Regions from separate parts of the Sus scrofa genome. Here regions 1 and 3 are each linked to region 2. A link is a contact called in public Hi-C and HiChIP or PLAC-seq data. All regions are on one chromosome and are shown on one strand. The core of a region is the stretch at or near the end of the contact, and the rest is flanking DNA. Distances in the headings are between cores, read along the strand shown.

Region 1 (4,267 bases), core at 895-3,394, 46 kb before region 2:
GCTTGTTGTCAGTGTTCTTGACAACACTGCTACTTTTATGGAGGAGCAGATTTTAAGAGGTCCTGTTTCTTTGCCATTCTGAAAGTGCTATCATCCCTTTAAATTTTAACCTACATGTATATGAAATATGTTTCCTAGAGACGGCAGATGTTTGGGTCTTTTTTTTAAGGCTGCACGTGCGACACACGGAAGTTCCCAGGCCAGGGGTCAAATTGAAGCTGTGTCTATGCCACAACCACGGCAACTCGGGATCTGAGCCATGTCTGGGACCTACACCACAGCTCACAGCAACAAAGGATCCTTAACCCACTGAGCAAGGCCAGGGATTGAACCTGCCCCCTCATGGATCCTAGTCAGGTTGGTTGCCACTGAGCCACGACAGGAATCCCTGCCCCCCCCCCTTTTTTATTTTTTTAAAGGCTAAACCCGAGGCATATGGAGGTTCCTAGGCTAGGGGTCAAATTGGAGCTACAGCTGCCAGCCTACGCCACAGCCACAGCAATGCAGGATCTGAGCTGAGTCTGCGACCTGCACCACAGCTCATAGCAACGCCTGATCCTTAACCCACTGAGTGAGGCCAGGGATTGAACCTGCAACCTCGTGGTTCCTGGTCGGATTTGTTTCGGCTGTGCCACGACAGGAACTCCCCTGGCACATTTTTTATCCATTCTGACCCTCTATATTTTTTGATAGGTTTGGATTTTAGTGAAACCATTTTGTTTTTTCTTGTTTTCTCTATTTTTTATTTCTCATTCTCCTTTCCTGTCTTCTTTTGGATTATTTGAACATTTTTACCATTCTTTTTCCTTTTTTCCAAACCTTTGTCTTTTTTAATGATTTTTATTTTTCCTGTAGCAGTTGGTTTACAGTGTTCTGTCAGTTTCTATTGTACAGCAAAGTGGCCCGGTCACACACGTTTATACATTGTTTTTCTCACATTATCCTCCATCATGTTCTGTCATAAGTGACTAGATATAGTTCCCTGTGCTATACAGCAGGATCTCATTGCTTATCCACTCCAAATGCAGTAGTTTGCATCTGCTAACCCCAGACTCCCACACCATCCCACTCCCTCCCCCTCGGCAACCACAAGTCGGTTCTCCAAGTCAATGAATTTCTTTTCGGTGGAAAGGTTCGTTTGTGCCATATATTAGATTCCAGATGTAAATGATACCATATGGTGTTTGTCTTTCTGACTTACTTCACCTAGTATGAGCATCTAGTTCCATCCATGTTGCTGCAAATGGCATTGTTTTGTTCTTTTTTTATGGCTGAATACTATTATTTATTATGCTTGGGGTTTTTTGGCCTGTGGCATGTGGAAGTTCCCAGGCCAGGGCTTGAACCCGAGTCACAGCAGAAACCCAAGCCACTGTAGTGACAATGCCAGTTATGAACCCACTGCACCACCAGAGAACTTGTGTTTTTAACTGTTTCCATTTTGTAGCTTTTTAGTTGTTCCTCTAGAGATTACTATATATACTACCTCCACATTCTACTCGAATCAGTATTTCACCACTTTAAGTGGAATACAGAAACTTTTCATCCCATAGATTCCTTTACTCTTTGTGGTGTTGTCTTAATTTGTCTTACATATCCATACATTGAAAACCCCATCAGGGAGTTCCCGTTGTGGCTCAGCAGGCTAAGTTGTGGCTCACAGACATAGTGTCTGTGAAGATGTGGATTCAATCCTGATCTTGCTCAGTGGGTTAAAGATCCAGCATTGCTGCAAGCTGCAGTGTAGGTTGCACATGTGGCTTGGATCTGGCGTGGCCATGGCTGTGGTGTAGGCCAGCAGCTGCAGCTCCAGTTCAACCCCTACCCAAGAACTTCCATATGCTACAGGTGTGGCCATAAAAAAGAAGGGGGAAAAAAAAAAAGAAAAAAAAACATCAGATAATATCACTTCTTATTTATCTTTCTTCTTTTAAAATAAGTTTTATTGGAGTATAGTTGACTTACAATGTTACTTTTTTAAAAAATTGCAGTAGAGTTGACTCACAGTATTCATGTTTGGGTGTACCACATAGCGATGGAACATTTCCATTGATGATGCACCATACGTTATAATAGTTTCTGCTGTGTTCCCTATGCTGCACATTACATCCCTGTGACCCATTTACTATGTAACTGCTAGTTTGTTCCTCTTAATCCTTTTACCTATTTTGGTCATTCCCCAACCCTCCTTGCCTCTGGTAACCACTAGTCTGTCCTCTGTGTCGGTAAGTCTGTTTTGTTTTGTTTGTTTGTTGGGGGTTTTTTTAGATTTCACAAATAAGTGAAAACATTCAGTATTTGCCTTTCTCTGACTTACTTCACTTGGCGTAATGCCCTCTGAGTTCATCCATGTTTCTCAAATGTCAAGACTTCTCTTTTTTTAATGGCTGAGGAATATTCCACTGTGTGTGTGTGTGTACCCATCTTTATCCATCTGTCAGTGGACACTTAGGTTGCTTCCATAGCTTGGCTGTTGTAAATAATGCTGCTGTGAATATTGGAATGCATGTATCTTTTCGTATAGTGTTTTCAGGTAAATACTCAAAAGCTGAATTGCTGGATTATATGGTAGTTCTGTTTTCATAATGTTATTATTTTTGTTTTCAGTCATCAAATATATTTCAGAGGTCTCAAGAGGAGAATAAACTTGAATAGTAACCAGATAGTTACCGTTGCTGTTACTTTTGTTTCTGATGTTCCAAACTTGAGTTTGGTGTCATTTCCCTTATGTCTAAAGAACTTCTTTTAGTCATTCTGTTAGAACAGCTCTGCTGGCTATGAATTATCTTAGCTTTTCTTCATATGAAGCCATTTTTATTTCACCTTCATTCTTGAAGGGCATTCTCACTAGGTAAAGAATTCTGGGTTGGCAGGTTTTTTTTTTAATTACTCAGTGAATTTTATTACATTTATAGTTGTACAATAGTCATCACAACCAAATTTTATAGCATTTCCATCCAACCCAGACCAAGGATTGAACCCCAGCCACAGCAGTGAAAGGAAGCACTGTGTCCTGACCACTAGATCACCAGGGAACTCCCTTTTCAGTCTTTTTTGGTCTCTGTTACTCATATTGGATCATTTACATTATCCAAGCTGTCTCTTTCCCATGTCCTCTCCATTCTGCTATTAATTTTATCCAGTGAATTATGTTTTTCAAAAGATTTTTTTTCACGAGTTCCCGTCGTGGTGCAGTGGTTAACGAATCCGTCTAGGAACCATGAGGTTGCGGGTTCGGTCCCTGCCCTTGCTCAGTGGGTTAACGATCCGGCATTGCCGTGAGCTGTGGTGTAGGTTGCAGATGCGGCTCGGATCCCGCATTGCTGTGGCTCTGGCATAGGCCGGTGGCTACAGCTCCGATTCAACCCCTAGCCTGGGAACCTCCATATGCCGCGGGAGCGGCCCAAGAAATAGCAACAACAACAACAACAACAACGAAAAGACAAAAGACAAAAAGACAAAAAAAAAAAAAAAAAAAAAAGATTTTTTTTTTCAATTTCCATTTGATTCTTTCTTTCTTTTCTTTTTTTTTTTTTTTGTCTTTTTGCCTTTTTCTAGGGCCGCTCCTGCAGCATAGGGAGGTTCCCAGGCTAGGGGTCTAATGGGAGCTGTTGCTGCCAGCCTACACCACAGCCACAGCAGGTTAGATCCAAGCTGCATCTGCAGCCTTCACCACAGCTCACGGCAACGCCGGATCCTTAACCCACTGAGCAAGTGCAGGAACCGAACCCTCAACCTCATGGTTCCTGGTCGGATTCGTTAGCCACTGAGCCACGACGGGAACTCCTTGATTCTTCTTTATACCTTCTATTTCTTTGCAGTTTTCTACCTTTCTCTTTGTTTCAAAAGTGTTCACTCTTCCTGGAAAAGTATTTAAAAATCTGATTTAAAGTATGGGTAATTCCAGCATCCCAGTAATTTTGGTCATCTCAACATTGGCATTTGTTGATTTCTTTCCCCATGCGAGTTGAGATTTTCCTGATTTTTCATATGCCAAATACTTCTTATGTATTCTGGATGTGTTATGTAACATAACATATCCTATAATATAACATACCCTGTGATATGACATATTCTATGATACATCATTCTATGATATAGCATATTCTATAATAACATATTATATAGCTATTGTGTAGCTCTGGTCTTGCTGATACTTGTTTTAACAGACAGTCTACCTGGTTGTGTTCAGACCACAGGTTCTGACCAGGCTTCTGTAGAGTGTGGTTCCAGTGTCAGTTTGGTTTTTTTTTTTTTTTTGTCTTTT
Region 2 (4,435 bases), core at 62-2,561:
CATGATGGGAACTCCTAGCATTTTCTTTTCATTTTTGGCTGCACCCACAGAATATGGACGTTCCCAGGCCAGGGGTTGAACCTGGGCTACAGCAGCAACCGGAGCCACAGCAGGGACAGCAGCAGGCTTTTAACCCCTGAGCCAGAGGAAGTCCTGTGAGCCCTCCTGACAGCACTGGCTCCCGGCTTGCTCTGCCTTTCTCTTGCTTCTTTCCTTTCTGCTCAACTCTAAATATTGGAGTCACCCAGAACGCAGAGATCTTATGTAACCTGTGGCTTTAAGCACAGCCTCACTGGTGTCTTCTGAGTCTGTGGCTTCAACGTCCCTTTGGAGACCAGACTTGAAGCCACCTGCGTCCCCAACGTCCCCCTTGGGTGTCTAATGGGCACTGTGAGTTCAATATAAGAAAAACTTCATTTCACCCCCAAGCATGTTCCTCCTCTATCTTCCCACGTTGGCAAAATGCACCCCCATCCACCTGGTGAGCCCCTAACCTAGGAGTTGGGGGCCTCTTTGGTTCCTGGTTCTCACCGCCCCCCCACGTCCATCCACTTCCCTGGGCCTGCTCACTCTCAGGGTCTCTGCCTCCTTCACCCCAGTCCACACCACCAGTGTCTCTAACTGGGATGGATCCTGTGGCCTCTTTCTTTTCTTTTTTTGCTTTTTAGGGCCACACCTGGGGCATATGGAAGTTCCCAGGCTAGGGGTCGAATCGGAGCTGCAGCCACCAGCCTATGCCACAGTCACAGCAACGCCAGATCCTTAACCCAGTGAGTGAGGCCAGGGATCTGAACCCACATCCTCATGGATCCTAGTCGGTTTCTTTAACTGCTGAGCCACAAAGGGAACTCCCTGTGGCCTCTTTCTACTCAAGTTCCCCGCAAACCAAGGTCTTCTGCTGAGTTATCACTAACCTCTCTATCCAGAACTTTATACACGTTCCAACACAGGCCTGTTCCCCTCAAGACTGAGGACAATCAAAGAAAAAGGGGGTTGAAACTGAGCAGGACCCTGCAGGTCCCCCAGGTACAAAGGTCTTTCCACGTCCCCTGTTTCTTGTTTGCAGAAAAGGGCTTTAGGAGTTCCCACTGTGGCACAACAGGATCAGCAGTGTCTCTGCAGCACCGGGACACCCGTTCAATCCCTGACCCTGCTCAGTGGGTTAAGGATCCAGCGTTGCCATGAGCTGCGGTGTAAGTTGCAGACACAGCTTGGATCTGGTGTTGCGGTGGCTGTGGTGTAGGCTGGCAGCTGCAGCTCCAGTTCAACCCCTCGCCTGGGCAGTTCCCTATGCCGCGGGTGCGGCCCTAAAGACAAAAAAAGAAAGAAAGAAAGAAAAAGGTCAGTGCAGTGTCTCCGGGGTGCTGTGGGCCTGGGAACCATGCCTCCAGGACTAGGGGAGAGTAACTCAAACCAGAGGTGACAATGGCCTGAATTATGAGAGGGACCAGGGGGAGGGGGAGAAGGGGGGAGAGTTCAGAGACTCGAAGGGCAGGACAGGAGGCAGGGATGGCACCAGACCTAGAGAGTCACCAGTTGGGCGGCGGGTGGAGCCCTCCGTGGGACAGGTGACCTGGGGGGTACAGCAGGTACGTGAGGGAAATAGGAGGGATTCAGCTGTGCGCAGGCGAGGCTGGCAGATTGGGACCCGCCCTGCCAGGGTGGGAAGAGGTCAGGGTTGTGGGTGACGACTTGGGAGTCATGCGGGGAATGGGGGCGTGAGGCAGGGCGGGGAGAGGTGGAGAGAAAGGGACCCAGACAGGACGTGAGCAACACCACCTGCAGCGGACAGAGAGCCAGAGGGCAGCGGAGTCCAGCGGGGTCCCTGGAGGAGGAAGGAGAGTTTCCAAATGGAAGGCCGGCACAGAAAAGGCATCAGCTGAGACCTTCAGACGCAGCAGACAGTGGGCGAGGGAGAGACAAAGGCAGTGCCTGCTGCAAAGGGGGGAGAAGGGGAGCCCGAGAATCAAGAAGTGAGATGCGAAAAGGAGGCGGAGAGGTGAAATGTGTGTTTCAGCAGGTGAAGGGGGGGCTGGGGACCGAGTGAGGAAGAGCAGGTCGGAAAACAGGACATTTGCAGTTAAGACCTCACAGGGGGTGATCGTTAAGTGCCAAGCCGTGGGAGTGACGGGACAAGGGGACAGACCTGCTGGGTGGGGGGACCGGATGGTTGTCCAAATGGGGTGTTCGGCCATCCTGGATGAGACTGGGGGAGAGAGACAGCAAGGCCCATGGGGTTCCCTGGACACAGGGCACTCTCTGCTGAATGGTTTACTCCCGGATACGCCTCACAGAATTGGTCTTCCTCAAATGTGGGGTAGCAGAGGCCTTGGGAGAGGAAGTCGCTTTTTGCCAAGACAGCAAACCAGGCAAATGACACCCAAACCACAGCCAAGACATCCCAGCCGAGTGGCCCGTACTTGGACTGTACCTGACCCTCCCTCCCACTCAATGACCTGGGCACCTGGTATTATGATCAATAACTCTCTCTCCTGGAGTTCCCACTGTGGTGCAGTGGGTTAAGAATCAGACTGCAGCAGCTCAGGTTACCGCAGAGGCACAGGTCCAATCCCTGGCCCAGCGCAATGGGTTAAAGGATCTGTCGTTGCCACAGGTCGCAGCTGTGGCTTGGATTCAATCCCTGGCCTGGGAACGTCTATATGCTGCAGGTGCAGCCATAAAAGAAAAACAAACAAAAAAGAAACAAAACTCTCTCCTTTCAACATGCTGTCATCACCTTCCTTAATCTTACAGGGTGGGGAGAGCCATTTTCTGGGTTTGGTTAGGAAACTAGCTCTGAAACGCAGAAGTAATTATGACTTAGGTTTTGCTTTTGCCCAGACACGCCAGATGAACATGCTTGGGGGGGAGGCACGGTGGCTAACTGGCCCAGGAAGTTTCAGAGCTCAAGGGTGAGAACTCCGGCGAAGGACTCGGTGGCTGAAGGAATGTTCACCTGTGATGCAACTACTGCAGTTTACGAAATCTGTAAAGTGTTTTCTTCCTGTTTTCCAGGCCATTTTACCAACTGCTGGAAGTGTGGTGGCCACATTATGATTGCTTTTTGAGAACTTTGCTTCTTGAAAATCAATGATCCTTTTCCTGTAGTCGTGGGGAGGGGTCGTGGGGGAGGTGGCACAGTCAGAAGCTGGGATGTCGCTCTGCCCTTTGCTAAGGCTGCAAGCAGGGGCAAACTGGCTCCTTCTGCTCTTAAGGGTCCTCCTGGATTAGAAAGCATCACTCTGGTCTCTAAAATATGTCTCCAAGTATAAATGGATTTGGCTTGGCATCTACTAACATGAGTCAATGGTCAGAAAACTTGAACTGGTTGACGCAAGTGGAATTTTCTCTTTTTGTTTTTTCCTTTCGTTTAGATAAATGTGTCACGGTCCAACGCTGTTGTGACAGATGGAAAAAATCTTATGTGGGGCACACAGGAAGGACTCTGAGGGGCCCTCTGGCACGGTGGGTTGATAGGAACCCTCTCTCCTCTCAGTGCATTATTCATCTGCACTTCCTGAAAAGAACGTCCCTGTCCCGAACGTTTTGGTTGTAAAACGGCAGAGCTCCCCATTCCCAGTGAGAGGTTCCCTGAGTCGCAAAAGGAAGGACGCGCCCCCCCCCCCAGAACACCCTCTCCCCTAGCGCTCTGCCAACTGAGGACAGCTCTCCGGCTGCGAAGCGAGTGCCGCACCCGGGTTAGGACCCCGTAGGTCTCGCTGGGCCTGTGGGTGGGGGTGCAATCTGGGGAGCAGCTCCAGGATCCGCTCCGCCTAGTGCCACTGTCCACCTGGCAAACTCGGGCTGGCTGCCCGCAGCTTACTAAACGGAGCCTCTCCTACCCCCTTTCTTCCCGCAGCACCCACCAGCCGCCCGCCTACCCTGCAGTCTGATAACGGGTTCCCACCCCTCCGCGTGGCCAGGGCTCTCACTCCGGGAACCCGGTGCTCCCACTCTGCGCACAGACCCACACACCTCCGGCCGAGCAGGGCTCTCCCTGCCCTGGATTTGCTGGCCAGACCCAGGGGGGCAGAGAACGCGGAGCCTCCCCCTTCTGTCGCCGGGGCCCACGCAGCCCAGGTGGCCGGCGGGGCGGGAGAACGAGGGTGCCCAGGCTTCCGGCTCTCCTCGCCATCGCCGCTGCACAGAGCCCCGCTGACTGCTCCCCGCGGCGCACCCAGGAGACAGGAGAAATGCGCGCCCTTCGCAGGCTTTCGCGCCGGGTAGGAGCGGGGTCCACGCCGCAGGTACCCCCGGCCTCCCGCGGGAGGGGACTCGAGCCCCACCCATCCGAGCCCGCAGGGTCACGTGGCCAAAGGCGCCCCCGCGGGCGGGTCACGTGGCCACCGCGCCGTTGCCCCGGCAGCGGCTGCGGCGGGCTGGCGGGGGCGGGGCAGCCGGCGGGGGCGGGGCCGGGGGGACCCCGCGGGACGGG
Region 3 (4,226 bases), core at 1,061-3,560, 34 kb after region 2:
GGCAGCAGCAGCGGGAGGGGCCCAGGCTCTGAGCGGTCACTGAAGTGGAAAGAGAAGTCCTCCGGGCACTTGAGGTCCTCCTCCCTGAGGCTGTGAGCGAAGCCTGCATCATGTGAGCACATGGGGTTTCTCCAGAGCAGGCCTGTCAACTGTGAGCACTGGGGGGTGAGGATGGCACAGGTGGGAACACTGGGTTCACACTGTGGGACCAGCGGGGCCCCAGGAGAGCTTTGGTGCACCACTGGCTTGGCTCTGGGCCAGAGTCCTCCAGACAGAAGGTGGGCCTCGCCAGCCCCTGCTCATGCCAGGAGGCTGGGTAGGCTCCTGCCCACGGACTCTAACTTGCAAACCTGGGAAAGACACCGCTTCACTGGTAGCCCTTCTCAGCAGCAAAACAGCAAGTCCCTGGGCCAGAGCGGCTATCACACTGCTGGCCACCCACCTGGCCAGGACTTCACCGGTGCAAATAACACCCACCAACCAATATGAGGTACCCACAGGATAGAGCACCTGATGGCCACAACCCCTCTCCCACGCCCTCCCTTATTCTACGCAGCTACAGTCTCTGGCACATCCATCTTAGAATACCATGCATCATCAAGGTCAATGTCACAAACGGTGGCAGGGTGGGTGGCCAACCCTGACTGCTTCCCCACGCTCGCTCGTGAGCACAGCATCCCAACCGGGCCTACTTCGCAACTCACTGCACATTCCCTTCCTTTAGCCAGATAACTGAGCCAACGCAGACACATAGCTACGTGAACAGATAGGGGCCAGTGTCATTTTGAAGAAAAGATACTAGGATGTGAATTCCCAGAGCCAGCACCCAGAAGGACTTCCTGGAGCTTAGAAAGACTTGAGATCATCTGGAACTTTTGCCTGTCCTTCCAAAGAGCCCCGTTAAACACAACCACCAAAAGCCTTTGACTTGGAGCTTACGATTTAATGATATTTCCCAGCGTGTGGTCTTCCTTGTTGATGGTGAACAGACAGGCATTGGGCACCTTGGTGTCCTTGTTGATGGTGATCCTAGGAAGAGGTAAAGGCGACAGGTGGGGGCTGGGGGTTCCCTCCTTCCGGGACTCTAAACCCTGCCCTTCAAGGCAGGCTCAGCCCCACCTCCTCCTCCTCCTCCTCGAAGCCTTTCCCCATCTCTTCATCAGGAAGACCTCTCATTCTCAGAGCAGCAGTGTGGCTATACCTCGAGCCCTGCCACGTCTGGTTCTGTGGGACCCATGCCTACTCTGGATTGCTCCTTCTCCACCTTGGCACCACTGCCATTTTAGGTCAGACAACTCTTGTTTGCAGGGGGCCGTATGACACACTGCGGGATGCTGGCAGAAGCCCGGGCTTCTACCCACTAAATGCCAGGAGCATCCCCTATATGACAATCAAAAACATCTGCAGACTCTGCCAAAGTTCTTTGGGCGGGGGGTGGGGGGCAAAATGGCCCCCAGCTGAGAGCTACTGCCTCGCAAGGGAGAGTGACAGGGATGGCAGGGGCTAGAACACAGAGCCCTGCAAAACAGGTAATTATGAGAAAGAAGAGCCAGTGCTGAGCCCAGGACTAAATACTTCACATAAACTATCTCGTTTAATCTCCTCTTAGAGAATAACCTATGATTTAATACAGTAATAAGCCCTTTTTCTAGATGGGGAAAGTGGGCCTCGGGCAGATTAAATCACCTGCCCAAAACCACAGAGTCCTTAAATAGGGGATCCAGGAGCCAAGCCCAGTCTGCCTGAGCACTGGATTACACTTGGCTTCCTCTGCAAGCAATGAGCAGTCCCTGGAGGTTTTACACCAGCGAATGAAGATCCGGTGTGAGTCTGAGAGCCATCCCTCTGGATGCAACAAAAAGGATGAAGGCGGCGGAGGGGAAGACCAGTGAGGGGGCTACCAGATCCCAGAATACAGACCGGCCACTTTGTTACTTAACCTCTCTGAGCCTTGGTTTCCTCTGCAAAACGGGGAGACTCACCACCGCCTAGGACTGTCTTAAGTTTGGCAGACACAGGTGTGAAGCTCTCGGCCGAGCAGACGCTCGAGCAAAAGTGGCTTCTGTCCCCACGCAACAGAGGACGGGCAGAGACTCCCCAGAACCTGCGTGCGCTGACGGTCCCGCCACCTTCCCCGCCCAGGCCGGTTCCACTTACTTCTTCTCGCCCTCGAAGAGTAAGAACGACTCGAAGGCAGGAGGGGCGTTCATCCTAGCACCGCGGCCACCTCCAAAGAGTCAGCTATCGCCGCCACCACCACCACCGCCTCCCGAAACCTAGAGCCCGACCACTTCCGGGTCAGCGGCTACTTCCGGATTACGCTAGCGGCGCCAAACCCGTGTGGGAACTAGTTCATTGCCCCCTGTCGGTCTGGAGGATCTTGCTCAGGCACGCGAAAAGCCGGCGAGATGAGCTGGTTGTTCTGCGCACGCGTGAATCCGGAGACTCCCCTCCCGGGCTCACCTGGGGGAGCAATTTGGCGCATGCTCAGATCACTAGCGGGTGATTGGTTTTGACACCTCCTTGTCCATTTCAAGCGGAACCCTGAGCTGTTCTTTCCACTCCCGCTGTCCCTTGATCCCTCTTTGGAAATGTGCCCTTGGAGTACACAGCAGGAGGCTTCCGAATGAAGAATGGAGCATTGGGGTGGTAGAGCCTTGGTGGGGTAGGCAGGTGTGGCCACTGGGGAGGTGCAAGAAGCCTCCTCTGGGCTAGACTGTTGTGTATAGATAACCCCCTTGCCAAGGCAGACCGCTACAGGACTCTTGGCTGAGTGGTCACTGGCTTGTCAAGTGGGCTTGTAGCCTAATGAGCTTCTTGTTAGTGGGGGCAGTTGTGGCTGGAGAAGAGGTTGGTATATACAGGTGAGGACAAAGAAAAAATGTTGCCTGTCATTTCAGTAAACAAAGAAGGCTGCCTGCCAGCCACTGCCCTGCCCCTGACTATGAGCCCTGAGGGACATTCGGGACGGAGAAAAACAGGGTGCTGGCCTTAGACAGTTAAGACGCCTATCAGGGAACAATTTCAATGAGCTCGGATTCTTGCATCTCCCCAAAGAAAAAGACTAAAATCATTAACTTGAGAAGTCTGTCTTTCGTGATTAGCAGTAATCTTTCGATGCGTGACTACATGTTTGTTTTTCAGCAAAAACTCCTAAATATCCTGGCTTCTCTCTCATCTCTTTGGAACAGTTCCTCAGAGCTAGCAAAGAGGCTGTCTCCCAGGCTCTGGTCCTCAATAAGGTCCCTGATGAAAGCTAACTCGCAAATTTCAAGTTGTCGTTTTTGTTTTGAGTCAACACAGGTGTGAGAAGAACTTGAAAAGATAAGTGTATGAGTTAGCTTTGGTGGGTTGGTATTTCTACAGTTTCGCCTAAGAGTCCTACCTGAGTGCTTTGAAGCAACAGGGGCTGTGGTTCAGATTAGCTCCTGGAGCCCTACCAGCTTCCCAGTTGTTTCTTTAGGGCTGGGCAACACCCAAGGGGCCCTCAAGGAAATCTGGAGCTTCCCCCACCACTTCCTGGGAAGGGCTAGTTCCTACTTGAGCCTTGAACCCTGGAGTGAGAAAATGTCCTTTGGGGGAGGCCAACACCAACCTAGACTCTCCAGGCCAAGTGGGTGGGGGTGGAGGCTCTTTAACTGGGGAGGAAAAGAGGACAATGACAGTAATGATACCCTGAGGTTATAACCTGCATCCTTCTGAGTCATCCTGGGAAAGTCCACACCAATGATGCTGCCACTGCCAGGATTGCAGGGACCCAGGGTGATGAGGCTGGCTGGACTTCATTGGGCCAGGGATGGGATGGGGAGAGGGTTGTTTTTTCGGTCTTTTTAAAGCCACACCTACGGCATATGGAGGTTCCCAGGCTAGGGATCTGATCGGAGCTGTAGCCGCCAGCCTACGCCACAGATCCGAGCTTCGTCTCTGACCTACATCACAGCTCACAGCCACGCTGGATCCTTAACCCACTGAGCGAGGCCAGGGATCGAACTCACATTCTCATGGATGCTAGTCGGGGTTGTTACCGTTGAGCCATGACGGTAACTCCTGGGGAGAGGATTTTTAACCTGGCAGGGGGTCCAGTCCCTGCCACTGTGGTGGTCTGTCTGCTCTAGGGAGTTCTGGTCACACTTCCCCTTCGATACCCTGACCAACATGAGACCCTGAGCTCCAGAAGTTGTCAGCTTCCCAAAGAATGTTCAGAGGCTCGATGCTGGAGCGCCCCA

The links. Hi-C and Micro-C count contacts between places; a contact is called where the count stands out from the background. HiChIP or PLAC-seq counts read pairs in DNA pulled down with a chosen protein or histone mark.
Region 1: a contact with region 2 is called in an H3K27ac HiChIP or PLAC-seq map of alveolar macrophages. The contact joins the enhancer-like site here to the promoter of ORAI2 in region 2. A contact is called at or near these places in 1 of 5 promoter capture datasets (liver), 10 of 47 Hi-C or Micro-C datasets (alveolar macrophages, embryonic fibroblasts, epiblast stem cells and 5 more) and 1 of 2 datasets of contacts at active chromatin or transcription factors (alveolar macrophages).
Region 3: a contact with region 2 is called in a Hi-C map of liver, with 2.1 times the contacts expected there. The contact joins the promoter of POLR2J here to the promoter of ORAI2 in region 2. A contact is called at or near these places in 2 of 47 Hi-C or Micro-C datasets (brain and liver) and 1 of 2 datasets of contacts at active chromatin or transcription factors (alveolar macrophages).

Annotation. Positions count from the first base shown.
Region 1 is chr3:9,734,832-9,739,098 of Sscrofa11.1, forward strand. The region is part of intron 5 of PRKRIP1 (PRKR-interacting protein 1); the gene reads left to right. Among named protein-coding and RNA genes, the nearest start is that of PRKRIP1, 13 kb to the left of the region's middle. Within about 2 kb of position 2,145, at least 1 of the 83 cell types and tissues checked has an H3K27ac peak or open chromatin away from gene starts, as enhancers often do. A contact at or near this core is called in alveolar macrophages, where this site is marked.
Region 2 is chr3:9,781,315-9,785,749 of Sscrofa11.1, forward strand. It overlaps ORAI2 (protein orai-2), which reads left to right and starts at 1,312. Exons shown (of 5, transcript XM_021086289.1): 1 at 1,312-2,006; 2 at 3,375-3,465; 3 at 3,860-4,223. The region is part of intron 1 of LOC110259892 (a long non-coding RNA gene); the gene reads right to left.
Region 3 is chr3:9,814,347-9,818,572 of Sscrofa11.1, forward strand. POLR2J (DNA-directed RNA polymerase II subunit RPB11-a) reads right to left here and starts at 2,311. Exons shown (of 4, transcript XM_003124394.5): 1 at 2,158-2,311; 2 at 940-1,029. The coding sequence starts at 2,210. RASA4B (ras GTPase-activating protein 4B) reads right to left here. Exons shown (of 22, transcript XM_013995507.2): 22 at 2,230-2,463. The coding sequence ends at 2,348.